4 separate regions of the Mus musculus genome follow, and regions 2, 3 and 4 are each linked to region 1. Evidence: chromatin contacts called from public Micro-C and promoter capture Hi-C data. All regions are on one chromosome and are shown on one strand. The core of a region is the stretch at or near the end of the contact, and the rest is flanking DNA. Distances in the headings are between cores, read along the strand shown.

Region 1 (3,104 bases), core at 205-2,704:
TGTGGGCGACGGGCTCTGCTCAGACCCCTCGGCCTCCTCGCCCAGGCCGCTGGCTGCCGCGAGCTTGCAGTCTGCGTACTGCACCAGGTCTGGATCCTGCGCACCGAACAGGCTCTGGCGCTGCAGAGGGTCGTAGCCGTAGAAGTTGCCGGGGTCGCCGTGGCACGCCACGGCGCACGGGTTCTGCTGGTAGGGAGCTGTGGACAGCGACGATGGCCCGTGGTAGAACTCCTGGATTTGCGAAGGGTGCTGGAAGCTGCCGCCGCTGCTGGGACCGTACACCACGGTGGGTCGGCCGCCCAGGTCCTGGGCGAAGCCGCAGTCATAATAATTGGGGCGCAGGGACTCCCCGGTTTTGTATTTGGAGAACAGTGAGTTGACGAAATAAGAGCTCATTTTATTGAATTTTGAGGCGGCGGCGGCGGCGGCGCAGGCTGTAGTTGGGGGCTGTTGGGGAGGGGGTGGGGAGGGGGAAAAGGGAGGGAGAGAGAGAGAAAAAAAAACGCGGATTCGCCGGCTCCTAGTCACCCTCGCCAGGAAAGGAGAGGAAAAGGGAGGAGGGGAAAAAAAAGAAGGAAGGAAGGAAAAGAAAGAAAAGACGAAGAAGATCTCAAAGCCGCCACACTTTTTGTGATTTCCAGGAATAGAAGAGCGAAGCCTGCAAAAGTCTAAGCCTGCATGGCAGCCGCGGCTCGCTCGCCCTCCCCCCACCCCCCACCCCCCAAACAAAAATATACCGCCACTTAAAGAGGTCCTCGCTTTACATTTCGAAGAAGGGATGCCAGTTCATAAACAGTTTTCGGTGATTTACTTCCCTCCAAATGAGTTGTTTCATATTTTGCCCCGTCTTTTCACCATCATTTGCATCCATTAGAGACCCCGCATCCTATTGGCTTCTGGGTACTCCTCCCGGACAGAACGCAGAGCGAGGGTGAGAGCGAGAGAGAGCGAGTGCGAGAGAGAGCTAGAGCGAGAGAGCGCCAGGGAGTGAGGAGAGGGCAGAAAAAAAGGAGGGGAAGAGAAAAAAACACCCAGGGAGAAAGAGGGGGAGAGGGGGGGAGAGGGAGGGGGGAGAGAGAGAGAACGAATACGGATTAAATCTGTTTAACTACCTACATTAATGAGATATCTCTTGCCTCACAACAAATCAAATACCTTCGCAGACCACCCCCAAAGACTGATGTGGGGGAGTCACGGAAAAACACCATACACACACATCCACAACGCTGAGCCTGGCGTAGGCACGCTGTTAATTTCGCGATTTTAACGAGGCAATTGGAGTCTTTCTAAATGTCAGGGTCGCTTCGGAAAAATGTAAAAGAACACGGTTTAATTGCACCGAGTTTTAAAAGGTCCTATAAATGTAATTGGTATTTTAATACAAGTTATCAAATCATACAGCTTCCTCTCCTAAACATATTTTCAAACAAACGAGGTAGTCATATTTAAAGCTTTAATGATCAATTTCCTTATTATTGATAAAGGTTTAACTATCGTGTGGAGGGAATTGGCTGGGTAACCAGCCCCCAAAAAAACGGCTGTAAACTCTTTAACAAACTATAAAACGCAATAAAGCCGGAGTCTGTTGTTGTTTATGCTGCAGCGCATAAAAGCTGTTAGCATTTTACGAGTTCTTTCCTCTACAGCTATAAAACTGCAGCTTCGATCGCCCCCGCCGCCCGACTGAAGCACGGTGGGGGTGACTTAGCTGAAATGAGACCGATTATGGGTTGCTGTGGATTTTTTTTTCCCTTTCGGCACAAACGGTGACTTTCCCCGAGATTTTCTCCCTTGCAGACACACCTGACCCCACTGGCTCTTATGAGACCCCAAACCACCCCGAGATCTGTCCTCACCTAGGTCACGCACATAACTTTCCCTCATTAAGCAAACACGCGAGATTTTCTGTGGAAAGGGAGTCTGAGAGGGCCTGAGAGAGGAAGAAGAAACTTTCTGGTTAATGGGCAGTGCTAAGGTGGAACAAAGTTCTGCAGGCGGCTGCCAATTCTGCCATTTACAGGAGCTTTACCTGCTGGTGGTTGGGGGGAGCTGCAAGAGAAAGGGGGGGGTCTTCTGGAGGTGCTTTGGCCACTTTAGAGGGAAAGGTCCAGTGATATCAAAGGATGATATCTCGTGTGGCTGTAAACCTGTGCCCCGGGCCTTGGCATTCAGAAACCAAGCCCCACTGACACCCAGCTTTCTGGGGCCAACCACCCATTCCTTCTACACACAAGCCTTCCAGGTATAGATAGTGACCTCTTCATCCACACAGCAAAAGAGGTAAGGGTAGTGGAGACTAAGGCTGGGTACCAAGGCCTTGGTTACTGCTGTCTTATGCTCTCCCGTGCCCAACACAAAGGTGTGGGTTTAAAAGGCACCTGTTATTGGTATATGTCCCCATAGCCATTTGACCACCTGCACTAACCTTGGAGTGGAAAAAAACAAGGCCACCAAGGTCTCCATTTCCCCTCTTCTCTTGTTGGGGTGCCTTTAGTTGGACCTCCAGCACCTGAAGATCTGAGGCCTCAAATCCAGAAATGACTGGCTGCCCCACTCCAAGCCCAGGCCCTCCTCTGTGTACCTGGCACATGGCTGGTGGGGGGGGTCAAACCTTAGGGTGGCAGGCAGAACCAATGGTCTCCTGAGGGAACTGACTGGAAAGACAGAGAGAAGGAGAAAGAAACGTCCTAGAACAAAGGCAGAGTCAATTTTACAAATAAATTAAATCTACTGCCCGTTCTCTAAGGTGCTTCTTTTTTTTTTTTTTTTTTTTTTTTTTTTTTTTTTTTGAGGGGTTCCATGAGCCAGAATCTTTGTAAAAATGAAACCACGTTTCCAAAGAAGCTGCACTAAGGGTTTCACTCGGCCTTCTGAAGTACAGTGTATATAGAAAGGAGAGAGAAAAGGAGGGGGCCAGAGAGAGGGAAACTGAAGCAAGCTGTGGGGTTTTGTTTTTCCACACGGATGAGAGGTCGGTGAGGCAAGCTAAAGCAGTGTCAAGTTGTTGCTGAAGTGAACATTTTTATCAAGTGCGGGGGATTTTATGGTCATGATTTGAGGACTCACTGGTGGGATAGAAATTCAATGGCTTGTTCTAAATCATC
Region 2 (3,104 bases), core at 382-2,881, 410 kb before region 1:
CCTTTCAACCCCCCCCCCCCGCCCCCGCATCCCACCCAGAAACCAACTCTGCCATAGGGGGGCGGGAAATGACAGGGCAGGACTCCATCTCTCAGCGCTAAAGCCGGCTCCTCTGTCAGCTCCTCATGGCAACAACAATGAGGACCCTTTGGAGTGTGATACATTTCCATAAAGCAGTCAATAAAGCAGACACGGGAGCTTATGTGCGTCACGGCCTATTTAACCAGCTGTGTTCTAGCCCACTGAGAAAAGAGAATTGGAGAAATCAGCTGGTAACACACAGCACAGGGCTAATGGCGTAGGAGGCCACCTGATTCCCCTACGAAAACGGCGCAGCCCTTGTAGAACAAACCAGGTGCTTGCTAACTCCTACCACATGCAGCAGGTTTGGTCTCTTGCTAACTCAACCTGAAAAGACCAAGAGTTTTTGGAATAATGTTTTTTGCTTTCCCCCAACTTGACTTTTCTCATCGATCTTCTTCCTTTTAATTTAAGTTCAATTGCCTTGAAAAGAAACCAAATCCACTCAACCCTAAAGACCGAGAGCTACAGGGGTGGCGGTGGGGGCTTTCAGGTAAGAGGGTGCACAGCCAGCTTCTGGGGAATCTGGCTGGCTGAGGCTGGAGAAAATCTGGTATTTGAAGACTGGAAATGGTCAGGTTCCATCTTCATTCCAACTCCCTAACTGAAGGCGTCTGTCTGTCTGCTGAGCTGTGCAAAAAACATATACTTTCTTAAGAATATTAAACTAAAATTTATGCATATATATGTGTGTGTGTATGTAAATGTACACACATATACACATACACACTTGCACACACACACAGTGGCCAGGAGAGGGTACTAGACCTCCTGGAGATGGAGTTACAGGCAATTGTGAGCTGTTGGGAATTACATACAAGTCCTCTGGACGAACAGCCCGTGTTCCACTGAGCCATCTCTCCAGCCCCTGTGACCTTCTTTAGCAAGACCAGTTGTGCTTATCCTTGGTCTCTCGTTTTTCTGGGTTAACTTTCTCCCCTTATTGCCAAGTTTTGGGAACCAGCCAACAGTAGTCTGTCTGTGGTACAGGCAAGGACCGTGCATCTTCTGGTGCTGAGAGCTGACTTTCCGTGACCTTCTGTTGCTCTGTGCTACACTCACGTAATGTTTTACCTCCTGTGGTCCCATGGCTAGCCACTTGGATTCTCACCCAGTCCAGCATGCTTTTCTGCCATGGTGCTTTGCTCATCAAAGGGTTTAGATAGACACACGAGACACAAAGACAGAGAAACCACTCCACAGATAGCTTTAAATGCAATGGATGTGTTTGTGGAGAAAAGGCCCAGTGTTGACAAAAGGCAGGCGGTGAACACAGGACAGCTGTCTTAGGGTTTTCTTGCTGAGAAAAGACACCATGACCACGGCAACTCTTTATAAAGGAAAACATTTCACTGGGACTGGCTTATAGTTCAGAGGTTTAGTCCATTATCATCATGGCGGAGAAGCACGGTGTCACACAAGCAGACGTGGAGCTGGAGAAGGGACTGAGACTTTTACATCTTGATCCGGAGACAAAAGAATGAAGACTGTCGGGGTAGGCCCAGTTTGAGCGTATAGGACCGCAAAGTCCCGCCTCCACAGTGACGCACTTCCTCTAACAAGACCACACCTCCTAATAGTGCTACTCCCTATGGGGGAAGAAGCAGTCAAACATGCGAGTCTGTGGGGGCCATTCCTATTCAAACCACTACATCGTTCAAGTTCATCTCCACTGTGGAGAAAGCCAGGCAAGGCATTGGATTCAGACACAGTGGTGAAACTTCTGTGAGAACAATGGAGAACTTTCTTAAGGAGAAACACAGAAGAGATCTGTGGCCTCTGGGGACGCTCTTCTCTCACACCTTAGGACAAAGGCCTTCTGCTTCCAGCTGTGGTAACCTCGATAAACCAAGGCTGACAGCTAAGTAAATGGTAGCACCCAGCTTCGTCCAGCAGGTGCAAGTGGGTCATCTTTTTTTTTTCCTAAAGATTTTTATGTATATGTAAGTACACTGTTGCTCTCTTTGGACACACCAGAAGAGGGCATCCGATCCCATTACAGATGGTTGTGAGCCACCATGTGGTTTGGTGGGGATTGAACTCAGGAAGAGCAGTCAATGTTCTTAACCACTGTGCCACCTCTCCAGCCCACAGGTGGCTTAGTTTAAAGAATGGGTAACTTGATGCAACCCTTGCCTGTTATTCCAGGTACCCTGACACGTTCTGATTAGTTGAAGGGCATGGGTTTTGAATTATTGTAGAATAAGAACAGATTTAAAGTTTCTCTAGAACGGTGTGACTCATTTGCATTCTGATACGCTTTTTTTTAAGGAGGAGAGTCAATTAAAGGAAGCCATGAGTTATCTTAGTTATGCCGCAGTCTGTAGTCACTAAACAAATCTGTACTTTCATAATTGATGCAGTCAAAGACCTCCAAAGCTCTTTATTTCCTTGGAAACAATAATTGGATTCCCTCAGAACTGCAGTTGTTCCTTGGAAATGAGTTGAACATATGGATGTCAGTAGACATGCCTTATGGCCTAGGGTCCACACCATCTAGACCACGACTGCGCTGGTGTCTGTAATGCAGCTTCATTTTTGACTTAGAAATCCATCCTTATTTGGTGCTAGGACTTTGAAATGGGCTTGTGGGTTTGTATACTTATTTGACTTCCAGATGGTGGCGCTGTTAGGCGGGGAGATTGTGGAGCCTTTAGAAAAGGGGGTCTGGCTGGCAGATTTAGGCCTCTAGGGAGGGCCTTTGGGAGTGGTAGCCCAACTCTGTTGACTTGGTTTTCTGCTTCTTCCTCTACCGGGTTGAGCATCCCCACTGCCATGAGCTCTGCTGTGCCTTCCCCACTATGATGGGGGAGACTGTGAGCCCAAGTAGGCTTTATCCTGTGAGGAGCGGGTGCGGCCGCCGCTCCAAGATGGCGCCCCGGATGGCTGCCAGGTCTTACGACCTGCGCCTGGTGTTGTGTCTTTCCTGCTGGTTGGGGTGGATGCGACATTATCCCTCTAAGTTCTTCTGATGGTGTCCTAGTTGTAAGGAAAGTGACTTGTTAGCTATGGACTCTCATGAA
Region 3 (3,104 bases), core at 330-2,829, 360 kb before region 1:
TTTGTGTTCTCACAAGGCTCTTAGTGCAGTGTCGGTATTAAGAGCATGGAGGGGACATGACCACCCAAGAGTCCCACTTTGAGAATTGCCTCTACCTGAGCGCTACTGCAAAGTGTAGCTGGTCGTACACTGTAACCTCCCAGTCGTCAGGTAGTCAGTTACAGAGCTGAAACTCATTCATACAACTCAACTGCAGTGTCTTCCATTTAAAAATATTACTGTGGAGTTCGCTGGAGGTGCCCAGGCCACCTTGTTCTCTCACCTTCCAACCTCTCCCTGCTCCCAGTGAAAATGAAGATAGGATCTTAGAGCTTACTCTGTACACACAGAAGTCCACCTGCCTCTGATTCTCTAGTGCTGAGATTAAAGTCGTGCGCCACCACTGCCTGGCTGAAGATAGGATCTAAAGGACACACGTAAGCTCAGTAGGGGGTGATTTAACTTCAAACAAAAAGTTTCCCCTTCTATTCTGTAAATCAGACAAACTCATGAATCTCTCTCTCTCTCTCTCTCTCGTGTGTGTGTGTGTGTGTGTGTGAGAGAGAGAGAGAGAGAGAGAGAGAATGAAATTTAGCAAACACCATGTTTTAGACATGGGATCTTTAAAAGGAAAGAAATCCTGGTTTTGCAACAGGGGAAAGAAATCACATTGAACTGATTCATCGATACCCACTCAAATAATGCCACTGGAGCTAAAGACTTTGATTTACACGTACTGTGTTGATTATTTGAGCAATTTAATATAAAATTTCATCTGTACTAATGGGCCTAGGGGAAGCACAAATAAAACCAAAGAAAGATAGTCATTCTGCAGTAAACTGGAAGTCTGATTAATATACAGAAAACACAGGTTTCAGCGGCGAGTGAGCAGTTGAGTAATAAGACAACTCCTACATTTTGGGCACTTCCACAAATGAATTGCCATCTCTAGACACTCCTAACCTGGATGGCTATAAGGAAGGGGTTAATCTTGCTTATATTACGTTTATAAGAGTTTTGATCTGAGCAGATACTGCCTCTGTTGGCTTCAAGGGTTTCTTTCTGTAGAAGAAAAAAGTTGAGAGGCAGGAAAGTATGAAAGGTAAATGAAAGTTAAGAAGCAAGGAATTAACTATATGAAAGTTATTCTTTCTCCCCACCGGCCAAGAAGTCAAGCCAGCGTCACTCTAGTTAAAACAGGGTTTGGTAATGCTTAGCCTAACCGCCCCACAGCGGCCAGCATTAATATGGCCGTGCTCTCATGGTAGTTAGCAGTCAAAGAGGCAGCAGGATGCGGGTGGCTTTCCTGGATCCACACAGTCAGCTCCAAGGAAGCCTTTCTCCAGCTTGAGTCACAAACCATCAAAACTGCCCCATCCCCACATTCCAGAAACAAAGTCTTTCCTTCCTCATCACCCCCTAAACAAAGGGGACAACAGCGCGTGTTGGGTGGGAACATCTTGAAATAAGCTATCACTGCCCAAATGGAAGGAAGTCACAAGGGGAGGCTGACGCCATAAAGGCAGGTCTATCCTATTGAAACCAGCAGATGGGGTCATAAACACTTCCTTCTCCTGCTAACAGCCACCAGTCAGCTTCATCTTTAGCTGCAGCTTCCTGTCAGGTCATAAATACCTCTCACTCAAGCCCCTGCTCACAGCTGGGCCTGGCCAGGCAAGTAGACTTCCTGTTAAAGCCAACAGAAGTGGATGGGAAGAAAGGAAGCTGGTGCGGATGGCAGTTGTATGTATTAAAGGAAGCTTGGGAACCCAAACGCTTAGCAACGGCCAGGAAGATGCACTTAGAGGAAGATGTGACCCCAGAGAACATGGGTCAGGGGGTTTGTTTAAGATTACACGTGCGCACACAGTAAAAGAGCTGAAGAGCATTGTGGGCTTGAAGAGCAGTGATTCTCAACCTGTGGGTCGTGACCCCCTTGGGAGGGGTGTCACATATTGGATATCCTGCATATCAGATGTTTACGGTGTGATTCATAACAGTAGAAAAATTACAGTTATGAAGTAGCAATGGAAATAGTTTTACAGTTGAGGGGGGGGTCACCACAACACGAGGCACTGTATTAAAGGGTCGCAGCCGCAGGAAGGCTGAGAACCGCTGGCTGCCGTAGAGCTTCCCTAGAGGCTACGAGGAGTCCCCTCATTTGTCTTTGATTCTGGATCCCTGAGCACATATAGGAAGAATGTAAGCACAGTTTTGGAATAAAGCCCTTTGTTTATGCCAGAGCTGGAGAAAGAGTGTAGCCTTCACTTTCTGAATTTGGGCACAGATGGAGGTGTGACCCTTTGACTCGGTCCTTCTTGGAGACAGTTTCATTCTTGTGGAAGCACCTGCCCGAGGGATGATTGGCAGCTCTGAGAGTCTCACAGGATACAACGAGAGAAGACAGTTCCCCAGTTGGCTACAGTAACTGTCCTTCTTGAATTTCAGAGATATTTACCATTTCCCAAAAGTAATTTAAGTGTTCATAAAGCTTATCCTACACTCTGATTTTTAAATTTTGATCCTATTTTCACATTTGTCTATTATTTATTTACTTATGGGGTAGCTGTTCTCCCCTCCCACGTGAGTTTCCAGGATCAAAAAATCAGGTTTCTGGGCAGGTGCTTTGCCCACTGGGCCACTTTGCTGGCCCTTGTTTCATCAGTTTTGAGACAGGCTCTTGTTATGTGGTCCATAGATCAGGCTAGCCCAGAACTTACTATGCAGCTTAGACTGACACATGAGGACCCTCCTGTTTCCATTTCCAAAGCAAGCGTTAGAACTACAAGCATACAGTGTCATGTCCAGCTTCTTTATTTTAATTTTCTTCAGCCCTTGTACTTGCTAGGCAGGCATTCTACCACTGAGCTAAAGACCCAGCTTTAAATTATTTTCTAAAAGCAGCACACACTTTTTATTCTTTTTTTTTTCCAAGGTTTCTCTATGTAGCCCTGGCTGTCCTGGAACCCACTCTGTAGACCAGGCTGGCCTCGAACTCAGAAATCCGCCTGCCTCTGCCTCCCGAGTGCCGGGATTAAAGGCGTGCGCCACCACTGCCTGGCTCAGCACTTTTATAAATACAATTTTATGGAGACAGTGTCTTGCTATGTAGCCCAGGCTGCCCC
Region 4 (3,104 bases), core at 341-2,840, 370 kb after region 1:
TCTCAACCCCCTTTCCATCCCCACCTCAAAAAAAAAGCAAAAAACAAAAAACAAAAAAAGAAAGAAAAAAAAGAAAGAAAGAAAAGAAAAGAAAAGGAAAGGAAAGGAAAGAAAAGAAAAGAAAAGAAAAGAAAAGAAAAGAGGGAGATCAGACTTATGATGGAGTTGGAAAAAATGGCTTTATTCTTTCTTTTGAGTTTCTTGTATATTCTATGGCAATCCTGTCAGGTGTACAGCGGGCAAAGATCCTCCCTCCCCCACGCTGCATTCTACGAGTTATATATTCATCTAACTGGTGTGTAACTAAGGGTGACCCTGGATTCTGATCCTCCTGCCTCAGTGACTATATCTTTCTTACCCGGTTGGATATTTAGGATTACTTTGTTTTTAGCCGTACTTCCTTTCTGGGACACGGCAAGGTATACTATGTGTAAGCAGACGATTGCACACCGTCCTCTGCATACCTGAAACTAGCCGCATGCACGCAGTTTGGCAGGATCAGAACAACAGTAGGATCCCATTCTCGTCTCAACGGAGAAGAGCCCCCCCCCCCCGAAAACCACCCCCAACACCTTTCGAAAAGGGTTTCACAAACACAAATGCGGAACGATTTCGAGTGAAATTCGCTTTTTTCCTACGTCCAAGCAAAAAGGCATTATGTGGTCCGATAGGTCATTGTAAGAGAGATTGGGCTACGGATGCGGCTTTGTTTTCCTGTCACGACAATTTGCGGTAGAGTGTTAGGGGAAAGGTAAGGACAAAGGCTGAATTTGAGGGAACTGAAATTTGAGCTGTAGAAGGGCCCGAGATGATAGGGAGAGCTAGGAGTGGACTACGAAACTGTGTTTCTTTCTAGGGTGGACAGAAAAGCTTGATGACCCGGGGAGGCTGAGAAAGAGAATTAATTTGGAAAGAAGCGCAGGGGCCGGGTTGCGGGTTGCAGGTTGCAGCGAGCGCCCAGGTTATCCAGGCCGTGCTAGGACACGCCTTGAAGCCCGGAGGACCGCTCTGGAGCGAGAGCAGATAGAGCGGAAAGCCATTTGCCCGGATGAGGAAAGCGGTGGCACGGGATCGTACTTTCTCCAGCTTCACCTAGTTCATCCTGAAGTTTGGGTAAAACCCTGAATCCTCTCTATCTCCCTCTAAAAGACCTGCCCACCAAAGAAATGGGGGTGAGCAGAGATGGCTTGCATTTTTAGCCCCGAACCCAAAGGACATAAAATACACCAAAGTGGGTTGAGACGCTGCTTACTGTCTGATTATCCCCAACTTGCCTAGATTTCTTCACCTGAAAATCAAGCCACAGAACTGTCGTCGGGGCTGTTATAGTTTATACAAGTAAATAAAGCGTTAGAACCTGACTGTAACTCTTCTAGTAGGAAAAGCCTGGGCGTTGGTCACCGGAGGGATCATGTACCGGGACATAGGCTCCTGGCGCCGCACAGCCACAGTGGACCAACTTAAATAGTGTCAAAACCGTTGGAACACATCCTGGACGCGAGGCAAGGTCCAGCGCCTGGGCGGGGGTTGTGCGAGGTAGGCGGGCGCGGTCCCTGGGACTCGCAGCTCATTCCTGCTCGCGTCCAGACCTGCGGTAGGCAGTCTGCAGAAGTGGCTGGAGCGAGCTGCGATGACTTCCAGGTAGTGAGTGTCCCTGGGCCGGAGGAACGTGGGCACGCGGAGTTGGGGAGGAACAGGTGTAACGGCGGCAGCCAGCAGTGCTCAGACAGCAGGCAGCCGGCTGGTGGAGCCCGGGGAGTCTTCGCGTGGGTGACAAGGATCTCCCGGCACAGTGCGTGCCTTCCTGGCTAGACATCCCGCTCCTCTCTCCCGTCTCAGACGCTGCGCCGGCTCAAACCCGGAACCGGTTTTCCCATGGGAAAATCCGACTTGGAGGTTGATCTCCAGGGGGTGGGGGGCAAGTCCGAGCGTGGGGTCGTGTCTTGGGGGTGCCGGGTGCGCTGAACGGGGATCAGGCGCCTACCTGACTGAGTCTGGTACCCAGCTGTAGGATGTGGGTTTAGGCAAGTGTAAGAGCCTGGATCCCTGAGTCCTTTCCAGAGAGTTTTATAGCAGCCCTCACAGAGCCAATGGGTTTCAGAAGGTTGCATCAGGAGTAAGAGGCTCAGCTGTACCTCAATGCACCGCACAACACCGTGGAACGCTGAAGAGGCTGAACTTAGGCGTGTTCGATTAAGTTTTACAAAACACTCAGAAGGATCAGAAACGAGTTGTGTGAGTTAGAAATCATTTTGGTGTGTTACACACACCTCCTCAAAGTTTCTCTCTCTCTCTCTCTCTCTCTCTCTCTCTCTCTCTCTCTCTCTCTCTCTCTCTTTCTCTCTCTTTTTTCAAAAGCAAATGCAGTTAAAGGGAGGGGCATGTAGCTCTGATGGTGAAGTGCTTGCCTGACACTCAGAGGCCAGTCACTACTACTAAACTACCTGGAAGGCAGAGGGCCACAATTCTGAGGCCAGATGGACATCCGATCTGATCTCAAAACTTTCAAAGGGGCTGAGGAAGTTCCTCAGTGGTATACGGTTTGCAGACTCTGCACCAGGACCAGGTTTGGGGGGGGGGGGGTTGTTTGTTTGTTTTTAAAGCACACATTTGTTCCACAAAGGATTTAGGGAGAGAGTGGAGGAAGGCAGATATTGGGAGTCTGCTGTGCATTGCTAAGGAAGGGCTTCAGGAATCCCAGAGTCCTTCAATATTCTTTCTAGCTTCCTGCTTCCTGCATGTGGGAGGAGATAGGAGCTGGGACTTCTGTTTCATAGACTCAGTCAACTTGAATGATGCTAATGAACACAAGGCTGGCACATTTTGGGCCAGACTTTGTTTTTCCTTCACTTATAAAGAGCTAGAATTGTACCCTTAGATCTACGATTTTCATCTCTGAAGTCTGCTATTTTCCTGTTTTGACTATACAGTGCTGGCCAGTGTGGCCTTGGGGAAACATCTCTTCCAACTTCTGACTTTCTATTTCTGAAATGGGACAGTTTCCCTCAAAAACAAACAAACAAATAAACAAACAAAACCCACACAAAACCAACCAAACAAACAAACAAAGCCAAACACTTCCCCAAATAAAACAAAAACCCAAG

Evidence for each region. Promoter capture Hi-C pulls out the DNA fragments that hold promoters and counts their contacts. A called contact is a pair of places that touch in the nucleus more often than the background predicts.
Region 2: a contact with region 1 is called in a Micro-C map of embryonic stem cells, with 3 times the contacts expected there. The contact joins the enhancer-like site here to the promoter of Hoxb8 in region 1. A contact is called at or near these places in 22 of 39 promoter capture datasets (the 3T3-L1 cell line, 3T3-L1-derived adipocytes, the C10 cell line and 14 more), 1 of 15 datasets of contacts at CTCF or cohesin (embryonic stem cells), 13 of 484 Hi-C or Micro-C datasets (B cells, the G1E-ER4 cell line, LSK cells and 6 more), 17 of 115 datasets of contacts at active chromatin or transcription factors (astrocytes, bone marrow-derived macrophages, craniofacial prominence and 11 more) and 4 of 9 other capture datasets (adipose tissue, liver, macrophages and 1 more).
Region 3: a promoter capture Hi-C map of trophoblast stem cells shows a contact between it and region 1, with 4 times the contacts expected there. The contact joins the enhancer-like site here to the promoter of Hoxb8 in region 1. A contact is called at or near these places in 25 of 39 promoter capture datasets (the 3T3-L1 cell line, 3T3-L1-derived adipocytes, the C10 cell line and 15 more), 2 of 484 Hi-C or Micro-C datasets (embryonic fibroblasts and female germline stem cell-derived STRA8 germ cells), 15 of 115 datasets of contacts at active chromatin or transcription factors (T-cell acute lymphoblastic leukemia, bone marrow-derived macrophages, craniofacial prominence and 12 more) and 4 of 9 other capture datasets (adipose tissue, embryonic trunk, liver and 1 more).
Region 4: a promoter capture Hi-C map of embryonic stem cells shows a contact between it and region 1. The contact joins the promoter of B4galnt2 here to the promoter of Hoxb8 in region 1. A contact is called at or near these places in 8 of 39 promoter capture datasets (the 3T3-L1 cell line, cranial neural crest, embryonic stem cells and 5 more), 1 of 115 datasets of contacts at active chromatin or transcription factors (embryonic hindbrain) and 1 of 9 other capture datasets (pancreatic islet).

What each region holds. Positions count from the first base shown.
Region 1 is chr11:96,280,255-96,283,358 of GRCm38.p6, reverse strand. It overlaps Hoxb8 (homeobox B8), which reads right to left and starts at 1,454. Exons shown (of 2, transcript NM_010461.2): 1 at 1-1,454. The coding sequence starts at 396.
Region 2 is chr11:96,692,073-96,695,176 of GRCm38.p6, reverse strand. The region is part of intron 4 of Skap1 (src family associated phosphoprotein 1); the gene reads right to left. Among named protein-coding and RNA genes, the nearest start is that of Snx11, 84 kb to the left of the region's middle. Within about 2 kb of position 1,631, at least 5 of the 459 cell types and tissues checked have an H3K27ac peak or open chromatin away from gene starts, as enhancers often do. A contact at or near this core is called in embryonic stem cells, where this site is marked.
Region 3 is chr11:96,641,121-96,644,224 of GRCm38.p6, reverse strand. All of the region lies in intron 4 of Skap1 (src family associated phosphoprotein 1), which reads right to left. Among named protein-coding and RNA genes, the nearest start is that of Gm38960, 100 kb to the right of the region's middle. Within about 2 kb of position 1,579, at least 46 of the 459 cell types and tissues checked have an H3K27ac peak or open chromatin away from gene starts, as enhancers often do. A contact at or near this core is called in T-cell acute lymphoblastic leukemia, embryonic limb bud, hematopoietic stem and progenitor cells and 3 more, where this site is marked.
Region 4 is chr11:95,913,357-95,916,460 of GRCm38.p6, reverse strand. B4galnt2 (beta-1,4-N-acetyl-galactosaminyl transferase 2) reads left to right here and starts at 1,590. Exons shown (of 11, transcript NM_008081.3): 1 at 1,590-1,641. The coding sequence starts at 1,631.